2 separate regions of the Mus musculus genome follow, and region 2 is linked to region 1. A link is a contact called in public HiChIP or PLAC-seq data. All regions are on one chromosome and are shown on one strand. The core of a region is the stretch at or near the end of the contact, and the rest is flanking DNA. Distances in the headings are between cores, read along the strand shown.

Region 1 (5,102 bases), core at 2,380-4,879:
TATGAAATAAATCTCACAAAAAAGAGAGAGAGAGATATTTTGAAGTCAGATCTGTAGTTGTCTTCCCATGCCCAGGCATGGATATCATGCCAAGATTGCCTTTCAGGCAAGAACTTGGAAAACATCTGTGCATGACACTTGCAAATACTGGACTTCTAAGAATAAGTGAGAACACTTACCCAAGCTGCCTTGCATTAAAATGCTGACTATGTGGCAGTTGCTGTTAAACAATTAGAGATTTGGCCAGAACATGTGACTTAATAATGGAGACACAGGTTTTTTTTTTCCCTCATTCTCCCTAAGGACCTAGAGTGGATTTTAGAATTAATGGGTGAAGTGTAGCCCATGTATACACATAGTATGTCTACCCTAACTATCCTGGCTATACCGTAGCTAAACTTCTTTTCTATTTTGGAGTTGGCAGGTCGCTGCTTGCTGTACTATGGGCTGGTTCCTTCCCATCCGTGGCTACTGACCTACTCTCAAGAGACTTTGTCATCTTCTCCTTAGTCCCCGATAGTCCATTGGCTCATCTGTGCCACTCAGCAAGCAGCAGAAGCCCTCTTTGGTGCCCAGAGACATTGCTGTTTTATTCTGTTTTCTTACTTGGGCTTCTTGTAATTCCCTGGTATATGAGCCTCACCCTCGAGCTTGGCCACACTGAGGAACAACATGGGCAGCACATGTAGAACACAGTTTGTTGGGTCCCAGAGCCCAGCCTCCTATTGGACAACGTGTGCTACGGGTGCTCAGGGTAGAAAGTGCACTTCCCTAAGTGATAACCTCTTCTAGGTCTTTGGGAGCATATGTAGTGGGGTTGGAAAAAAATGATTTAGGAGGAAACTTTCAATTGCTTCCCACATCCTTTGCGGCCAAGGTATTTCTCAAGAACACCTCAGAAATACTGTTTGCCAGTGGCTTGTTGTGACTATTACAAAGCAACACCTCATTTATACTCACCAGTAAATGGCCTGAAATGATTACTGTGAAGGACAGGACCTAAGACACCGAGGGACTGTCTAAGTCTATTAAGAATGCAGCAACAAGGGGGGGGTGGGTATGGGGGACCTTTGGGATAGCATTGAAAATGTAAACGAGGAAAATACCTAATAATAATAATAATAATAATAATAATAATAATAATAATAATAATAATAAAGAATGCAGCAACAAAACCACCACAAGTTAGGTGATTTAAAGCACTTGGAAATATATTCTTCATCATTCTGAAGTCTAGTAGGCCCAAGGTCTAGGTGACATCAGCTTTGGCAACTGGTGAGGACAGACATCTTGTCTGTAGCTGGTGCCTTTTAGCTTCTCTTAATGAGGTAGAAGGACATGCCTGTGTCTCCTTGGTAAGTGGTCTCATTCAAGATAATGTTGCCCTCATGACTATTTGCCTCTCCAAGATCTCATCTCCTAATGCTATCCATTGAGTGCAGGTTGAGATTTCAGCATAGGAATGGAGGGTACATTCAGATAGTGGGAGCAGAAGTTATGGAATGTGGACTTCTAAGGAAAGCAACCAGCACGATAACCTATATTCCTATAGCCTGCAGCTCTATAGCCCCCAACCAGCATGATGAACTACATTCCTATAGCCTGCATCTCTATAGCCCCCGACCAGCATGATGAACTACATTCCTATAGCCTGACAATCTATAGTCCCCGACCAGCATGATGAACTATATTCCTGTAGCCTGCAGCTCTATAGTCCTGAGATATAGTTCAACATTTTGTCTCTCATTGCAGGTCAGAAGGCCTTACTGATGAAAGAGCCACTTTGGAAAGCTACCAGATGGTGATGCCCCTGCAGTTTTTCTGGGAATATCCCTACATGTCTATTTATCTGTTCTAGACCCCCCCCCCCCCCAGGGCTTCTTTTTAGGTTTGCCACAGTGTGTGGGTATTATCAATGTGGCAAGTTCAAAACCCAGAGTGAACCCCTTCCCTTTCCCCCCCATTGACTGGTTAGAGTTCTAGAAAATAGAACTTAAGAGTAGATGCTGTATCCCATTTTAAAAGAGTCTCTTTCCTATTGTATGGTTCTTAGTTCTTAAATTGAGTGGAAACAAGAGGGAGGTTGAAAGAAAGGATTGAGGCTTTCAATGAACGTGAGGGATACTGAGATTTCTCAAGGGCCTGGGTGACTTAATTTCCTCATCCACAAGTGGGTTTAACACCTTACTGTGTATAACACTGAAACCAGCACTGTGTCTTTGGTGATTCTTGTCTAGATGCCTTTTCTTCATTTCCTGTGTCAGCGTCACAGTTCAGGTGCTTAAGCGATCTCCACTGTCTGTCAGCTCCCAAGTCAGTCTGAGATTCTCACTTAAAGTCCTCGCTCCTGTTTCCATCTTCAAGAACCGCGACCGAAGAATCTACCTAAAGCACAAGGATGCACTGTGAGCCATGCATTAAAATCGTTTAATGGCCTCTTAATGTAGAACAAAATCTTCGACTTTCAGTTAGCACCCTTTCAGAAACAGTCACCCGGGGTCTGCTTTCATTGGCTCACAGCAGAGTGCACTATTATGAGCATGCTCAGTAGGCTAGACTCTACGTTACTTGCTCCACATAAATCATTTCGTGTAAACATGATCCTTAGTGCTGTCTTCTAGCTCTCCATGTTGCAGAAGAGGAAAGAATGGCCCAGAAAGACTGTGGAACTCACCCAAGAACAAATAGCTTCTTGGCCACAGAACTGAATTCACTGTCTGGCACTTTCTGATTTGGGTCTCTGGCTCCAGAGCAGCTGGGGGAGGGTGAGCAGCTAGGGGCTCAGAATCAAAGGATGGAGGAAGACAATCTGAAAGACAGGTGCTGGGGAGGAGGCGGCAATCTTTTCTTTCCCAGGTTGGTGGTGGGAAGCGGCTATCTGGACTTGAAGAGAACGCTCTGGTCCTGGCTCCAGCAATCTTACTGTAGAGGCTATTTTGCTACACAGAAAACCCAGACCAGCAATTTTCTGCGTTCTTGGAGCTCTATTTGATTCCTCTCCCAGCTCAGAGGTGGATATTTGGGATGTGATTACTGCCTCAGAGTAGTCAAATCTCTTCTCTAGGATAGAAAGGACCGAAGGAGCGGCCAGATGGTGGCTTCCAGTTCTCTTACAGAGGAAAGTTTTCAGTCTTTCGGAAGTGGTCTGTGGGTAATCAGAGATGGTCAGACTGCCAGACTGCTTCTTCAACAAGATGTTTCCTCCTGACTTCTCCAGCAGCCGTATCCTAAGCCCAGTGGAAGGAAGGTGCCCGGCTGTCTTTACCTTTGTAACCGGGTCCTGCCTGCCTGCGTACCTACTGTGAGAGTTCCAGGTCGCAGGACTCCAGAACATCTAAAAAAAAAAAAAAAAAAGTTTGACAAGGCTGTGTACAGGATACACTTAATGTTGGGGGATTTTTGTTAAACTCTAAATACTACAGTCTAAGATGTATGTGTCCTACATAAAAATTTGAGTTTTCACAGGGGTTAAATGACTTGTTTGATCAGGATCACCCTGTGCAGAGCCAGGACAAGCACTCTGGTAAGAACGTTTTCGCCAGATAACACTGAATCCAATCCATCGGGACACGCAGGGGGTGGGGGTGGAGGCAGCATTTGGGCTTCCTTGCCTGCCGCATTGCTCCGCCCCAAAGGCTTGCTCTTTGTGGACAGACTGCAAGATTCCCTGCATTACGGGGAGCCCTAAGCAGGCACCTTTAACCTTGAGCCTGCTCGCTAGCGACCTCCAGAGGGCCAGGATGGTTTGGGACCGGTGTGATAGAGCACTTTTCTAGTTTTAACGACTCTATTTGCATAACGGAGACCAAGCGTCCTCCCGCCGGTCTGCCGTGCTTTTCTTCCCTCCTTCCCGGTCCTCTGTACCCTCATCTGTGCTCCCTCTCTGCTTCCCAGAAGATCCGTTCTCAAGGGGACTCACTCGGAGCTTGAGTCCCGGGCTCTTCTCCCTCGGCCCGGCAAGATCCAGAGGCACCTGGGGGAGTGGAGTTGAGCGCCAGCCTGGGTTGGGGAGCCGCCCTGGCACTGCCCGACCCTAACAAAGGGAATCGGACTGCGCGCCGTGCGAGCGCTCGGTGGGCTCAGCGACCGCAGCCGCCTTCCCGATTGAGAGAGCTGCAAGTGAGTAGGGGCGAGGCGGGCGGCACGGGTCTGAAGAAGGAGTGCAGGGGTGCGCTGAGAGGCAGCCCTAGCTGCGGGAGTAGGAGCCGCCGCCCCGGGCTGGGGATGTCTGTCGCGGGTCCAGGGGAGGGACCGCCTTGGCCTCCCCTCCCTAATCCCCCACCCCCACCCCCACCCCCCGGCACGCCAGCCTGCGCACCCATAACAAACCCACGTGTGCGGGGACGCAGGAACCTACACTGCAGCGTCTGTATTGTGTAAGGCGTTGACTCGCGGAGTGAGGGTCTCTTTAGATCTTGCCCACTTTGGTAACAGAGCAGGAAAACAAGCCCGGTGGAAGGAGAGGGGGAGCGCAGGCACCACAACAAACGCACGTGTGCCCCGGCTGAACCTCTTTTGGTCAGGTTATTGTTCCAGCCAAACCAACGGGTGCGGCGCTTGGAGGCCACCTACTACTGCTGGAGAGGTGGGGACCTTTCGCAGCGGTGCTCTGTGAAGGGACGGACTAAACCTGTTGATTTTTAAAGGAAAAAGAAAATACAAACAAGAAAGAGCCGACAAAAAGCCCCCACCCCACCCACACGTATGCTTCACCCATTGGCACGGGTTTGGAGGTGAAACCTACAAGCCCTCATCTCTTCTTCGAGATTTTCTTAAGAGTCGTGGGCTGAACTAAGGATCTGTAGGGTACCCTTCTAAAATAGACCCTGCCCGACACACCATTGTCCCCGTGCACTGGCGACTGCCCCTGTTGGGGAATCTCGAGCGCCTCCCTAGCTTGCTGAAAGAATAGTTCATTTTAACAAAATCCACCAGTGAGGTCTTGGGTTTTGCTTGCTCTTCGCCTGGGAGCTCCCTGTGGCTAGACATTTCAGGTGTCACTGGCCCTGGCCACACAAGGCCAACGGGGGCCCCTCGTCTAGACGGGGACGTATCGGAGGCTCGCAGAGGTAGGTCCACTGTTTGCTGTGCTTTCCCCTTAA
Region 2 (5,355 bases), core at 2,479-4,978, 1.8 Mb after region 1:
TCCCTTCCCATTGGCACTTAGTGGGTCCATAAAGGGAAGTCAGCATCCCTTCTCATTGGCACTCAGTGGGTCCACAAAGGGAAGTCAGCATCCCTTCTCATTGGCACTCAGTGGGTCCACAAAGGGAAGTCAGCATCCCTTCCCATTGGCACTCAGTGGGTCCACAAAGGGAAGTCAGCATCCCTTCTCATTGGCACTCAGTGGGTCCACAAAGGGAAGTCAGCATCCCTTCTCATTGGCACTCAGTGGGTCCACAAAGGGAAGTCAGCATCCCTTCTCATTGGCACTCAGTGGGTCCACAAAGGGAAGTCAGCATCCCTTCCCATTGGCACTCAGTGGGTCCACAAAGGGAAGTCAGCATCCCTTCTCATTGGCACTCAGTGGGTCCACAAAGGGAAGTCAGCATTCCTTCTCATTGGCACTCAGTGAGTCCAAATTACTACACTCTACTTTCCACAAATCATGGCTGCTCTGTTGCTGATTTACTGTGTGGTTTGGAGAATTCTCATCCAGTCTCTTCTGATGCCTGCTCCTCCCTGCCTACCTCCTATGAGTACTGTGGAAGCAAATGTGATAATAATCAATAAGGGATGTTGCAGACTAAAAGCTATTTTTATGTTCTGCCCTTAAAGTAATAATAGTTATTTTAATATAATATTTACATGAATAATTATTGCTGTTTTTCTTATTGTCTCCTCACTATTATTAACATGGGAAGTTGCTATTTGCTTCCAAGAACCAGACAGCTGTCATTTATCAAGCAATTTACTTGCTGCATGGTAAAAACCAGGATGATCTCATAAAAAGTACATCTCTTCCATCAGGACCACAATAGCAGATTTTTATCCAATGTGAAAGTGTCTATTGGGACACAAAAGGGATGACCTAGTTCTGAGCTTTCCTCGGGTATGGTCTTATCACTCTCAGACAGAGGAGGAGCTGCCTCTGCCCAGCTGGTGACTGGGCCTACCAGGATCAGCTGTCAGATCTCCTGGTATCCCATCTGTAGCCCCTTTTTGATTTCATTGTCTGTCATACATAATTATGTGTCCCTCCTTTTTTGTTTGTTTTGTTTTGTTTCGTTCTGTTGACACAGGGTTTCTCTGTGTAGTCCTGTGCCGCAGACCTTCTGGGTCCCTGTGTCTGCGTGAAACGGGGTCTCTCGATGCAGGTGGGCAAAGCGTGGATGAATGACAGACAGACACACACACAGGAGAGTTCGTGTGGAATCTGAGTGTAATTTTACAACTCGAGCATCAGGCTTTTTATGCAGAGGACAATAAGGAAGTTGGGTGACATATTAGCAAGGTACAATTGAGGTAACTGGAATCTTACATAAAACAGAGGAATGTAAACACAAAAGGTCTAACGGGAACCACCCAGGATAGAATACATTGATAACAGCTGGGATCAACAAGGGCTCCACCTAAAATTCACTAATCTTAGAAGCCAGGGTCAAGGGCTTCGCGTCCTTGCCACAGTTCCTATTTTAGTCTCTTGTATAGTCCACCTTCCCCTTAGGCCATTGTAAATACGTGTGTATGGGTGTAACTCTGCTATAGTATCTATTCTAGTTTCTCCTTTGGTCTGAAACTTCCTTCTTTTTAAGTGATGGTAAATTCCTATGTAAGGGAGTGACTTAGCTTTTACAATCTTGCTGAATTCTAAACCCTTGATCTTGGTCAAGGATGCCCTTGGACTGTTGCAACACTGGTGGAAGGCTTAAGCCATGTCAGAATTCAATTTTAAAAAGCACTTATAATAGGAAAATATTGAAAGAGAGCACGTGGATCTATACACTAGACTAACGCGGGAATGGAACGCGGGAATGAAAAAATTACTGTATGGGTAGGGAACGCTAGACTCCAGGAGGAGAGCTTCCTTGAAACTCTTTTGCCTCATGAGTGACTTTTAAGCCTTTTGGCTTGTCCAGTTGACTCGACCGGAGAGCGTAGCAGTCCTGGTTGTCCTGTAGACAAGGTTGGCCTCGAACTCAGAGCTCTGCCTCCCTCTGCCTCCCAAGTGCTGGGATTAAAGGTGTGTACACCACCACCGCCCAGCTCTGTGCTTTTGACTTGGATGGTCTAAACAAACAGACCTTCTCAGACTCTAAGGAAGTAGATTCTGACTTTCAGAAGGACAACGACTTCCTTCTTTTGTTGTTAGTTCCTCAAAGTACTTTTGCTCCGACTTAATTACAAGTCCCAGGTGGACCTCCTTAATGGCTTCCATCTCCCTTGTTGATGAAGTACAATCAACAGAGATCCAGGGTTATTTGTAAATGCTGCAGCTTAGCAACAGGGGTTCTCTGTTATTCATGATTAGAAAATAGTTCAAAAGCTGGCCTGAACCTGTAGTTCTTTTTCCGGAATGAACAGGTACAGCAGCACTCACTGGCCAATTAATCTTGGGATAGGCAATGGGTATGGAGATGTGGATCTCAGCTCCATTGCATACTGCCGGAGGGACAGTTTCTCTTTTCTCTGTAAAATGGGCATATACAGATTTCTTTGCAGGGAATGTCATATTTATATACTAGTAACTAGAAAGTGCTATATACCAAGATTAGGTCATATTGAAAGATTCTACTGGAGGATTTTAGGGCTTGAAACAAGAAGGGTTATCTATTCACTTTTTGATATTGGCTGCCCCTACCAATGGCAGAGACAGGGATGGGTGGCAGCAGGAATTGTGGGAACAGTTGGGGCAAGTTATGCATTTGAAGTTAAAAGAGCTTACTCTAGTCAGACTGTCACTCAGTATTCCATGTATATATATATATATGGTATATATATATGGCATATATATATAGTATACAGTATTATATAATATTTAAATATGTTACTCAGTATTATAGCCACCCAAACACTCCCCTTTCCAGGCCTTTCCCAGCCTCTATTTGATGAGTTGATAAAGCCTCTGCTGCTAAAAGCAAGACTAACCAAATAAGTTTTAAAGCATGCCAGAACCATTAGAGTAGATGACTTTTAACATCCCCTCTGTTAAATGATAAAATAAGTTTCATTTAAAATGCTGAAGAAATTAACAGTTGCTAAGGAAAATGACATGTGAAGGTCAAGCCCTTGTCACTGAGTGGGGAAGGGATAGTGATAGTAGGAAACTAAGTTGGTCAACTCATGATCTAGAAGGGCCGTAGCAAGTGTCACACCCAGTGTGTTGAAGGACAGATGGAAACCTGGCTGTGAGCTCTGCATCTAACCTATGGCAAGACTGGGCCTTAATTTCCTCCTCACCAAACTGAAGGATGTCTGTACTTGATGTTTTTTGAAGCAGTTTCCACTTCAAAGCCGAGGAAGCTAACTTTGAGTGTAACTCCTAACAAGCCCTGGGCAAGAGGAATCAGGCCGGCCTCCCTGTGCGCTGAGAAGCGCCTGGTTGAAGCAGATGGAGTGTGTCTATCATGGCGGCTGCATAACCAGTCTGGTCACTTCAGATGTCTCTCCAATTAACACTCATGGAGGCGGCCAACTGCTCAAGCAGCAGAATGTGATGGTGGAGAAGACGGTGGGAATGCCTGGGCCCGATGCCACACCTATTATCTAAGCCTCCTGCCTGAGATGGGGGAGGAGTGGGAGGGGCCAGCCAGACTTCACAGAATGTGGGAGGTGGGAGGAGGGGCGGGCAAAAATGGGAGGTGAGATGCCTGCTCAGATTTCTTTAGCTGCGGAGTCCTAGAAAGTTAGAGATGGGAGCGCTCATTCAGTAACAGCCCTTACTACACACTTTTCATTTCCTCTTCTTCATTGCCATTATGCACAGGGTGCTGTCACCTCTTGCTCCTTGCTCCCTGAAGGATCTCCCTGCCTTCTCTTTTATTTTATCTTCCTTCTCAAAATCAGGTCGTACAAGACAGCCAGAATAAGATTTCTAAAATACGAACGTGGTCCCTTGGAGTAGTTCCTCCTCATTGTTTTTGAGAGGAAAAAATGTAAGCCCTAAAGCCCAACATGTTTCAACCTAAGAGTCGTGATCCTTTTGGAGGTCGAATGGTACCTAAATAGGGGTAGCCTAAGACCATAAGAAAATACACATATTTACATTACGATTCATAACAGTAGTACAATTACAGTTATGAAGTAGCAACAAAAATAACTTCATGATTGGGGATCACCACCCATAAGGGAGGACTGTATTAAAGAGTCACAGGATTAGGACGGTTGAGAATCGATAGTCTAGACGAACATACATGTTCCTAGGGAACACCACTTTGTGCCCCTTCTCTCAGCCCACATTTTGTAGTCATTGGGGGGACTCTTTCTGAAAATTCCCCAATTCCCTGCCTTCCATATTTCTTCTTCTGTGTTCCTTTTCTTCCTTGTCCAAGAAGTTCATGGCTTTTAAATCCTAATTTAGGTAAAAGCTCTCTTAGGAGCCCCTCTAGACCTGCACTTACCGGCCTCTGCTCCAAGACCTGCGGTGTAACCGCTACCAGAGCTTTCACCTTCTGAGTTGGTCCTTACAAGCCTCACCTTCGACACACTGGGATTTCGGGGGATGAGGGATTGTTCTGCTGCCGGAAGCAAGACTGATTTCGACAACAGATGTTTTAGCGATCTCCGGAATCATTTTCCGCCGAGGTATTCCACATTGCCTTCAGCTGAGACTTGGTCAAGGAAAGCTATGCATACAAACTACCTGAATGGAGGAGCCTTGTCTTTAAGCAGGCCTAGAAGGAGGAAGCGACTCGCTGGTGACCACAGAGAGGGAAGACCAGGGACTTGCACCCTTGACTCCCACACCAGCACCCCACACAGGTTTAGTAGTTTCAGCCAACTCTTTCCTGTCAGAAAGACGCACTCTATCGACAGGGGAATTGTGCAAGGGCAAAAGAAATCAGTTTCTCTGGTGTGCCAACTTCCCAAGCTTGTGAAATTCCTGGATTTGTGGATTGGGGAACTGAGAGACATGCCATGTGGAGTCGGCAATGGGCAAGTAGGCCTATCTGAGATGTACTGAGACTGGCAGCAGAAGGGCTTATTTAGGGAACAAAAATAAAATTATATATGATACTCTACCTCAGGTGGGTATGTTAGCTATGTGGGGTTTTTTGTATTATTATTGTTGTGTTTTAATTTTTTTTTTTTTTTTTTTTTTTTTTTTGGCCAGACGGTGGCCAACAGACTTCCAGAATATTCCTTGTTCAAGCACGTAGGAAATCCCTGCCTGTGTTGGTCTTGGGGAGGGAAGTTTGGCTATGAGCAATTTTTCCTGAAAAATCAAAACAGCTCTTCCAAGTGGGCCCTGCTTCCAGGGGCAGTGTGAAGCTGGGCATGCTTCCCTGTGCCTGAGTGTGAGCATGAAGGTATCCGGAGGAGGGAAGGGTGTCTGAAGGTC

Evidence for each region. HiChIP or PLAC-seq counts read pairs in DNA pulled down with a chosen protein or histone mark.
Region 2: a contact with region 1 is called in an H3K27ac HiChIP or PLAC-seq map of embryonic stem cells, with 3 times the contacts expected there. The contact joins the enhancer-like site here to the promoter of St6gal1 in region 1. A contact is called at or near these places in 2 of 39 promoter capture datasets (pre-B cells and stem cell-derived epiblast-like cells), 2 of 115 datasets of contacts at active chromatin or transcription factors (both in embryonic stem cells) and 1 of 9 other capture datasets (embryonic stem cells).

Annotation. Positions count from the first base shown.
Region 1 is chr16:23,221,111-23,226,212 of GRCm38.p6, forward strand. It overlaps St6gal1 (beta galactoside alpha 2,6 sialyltransferase 1), which reads left to right and starts at 3,630. Exons shown (of 8, transcript NM_145933.4): 1 at 3,630-4,119. It overlaps BC106179 (cDNA sequence BC106179), which reads right to left and starts at 4,374. Exons shown (of 3, transcript NR_152126.1): 1 at 4,358-4,374; 2 at 2,675-3,334; 3 at 414-2,385.
Region 2 is chr16:25,036,588-25,041,942 of GRCm38.p6, forward strand. No RefSeq gene overlaps it. Among named protein-coding and RNA genes, the nearest start is that of A230028O05Rik, 20 kb to the right of the region's middle. Within about 2 kb of position 3,729, at least 59 of the 459 cell types and tissues checked have an H3K27ac peak or open chromatin away from gene starts, as enhancers often do. A contact at or near this core is called in embryonic stem cells, where this site is marked.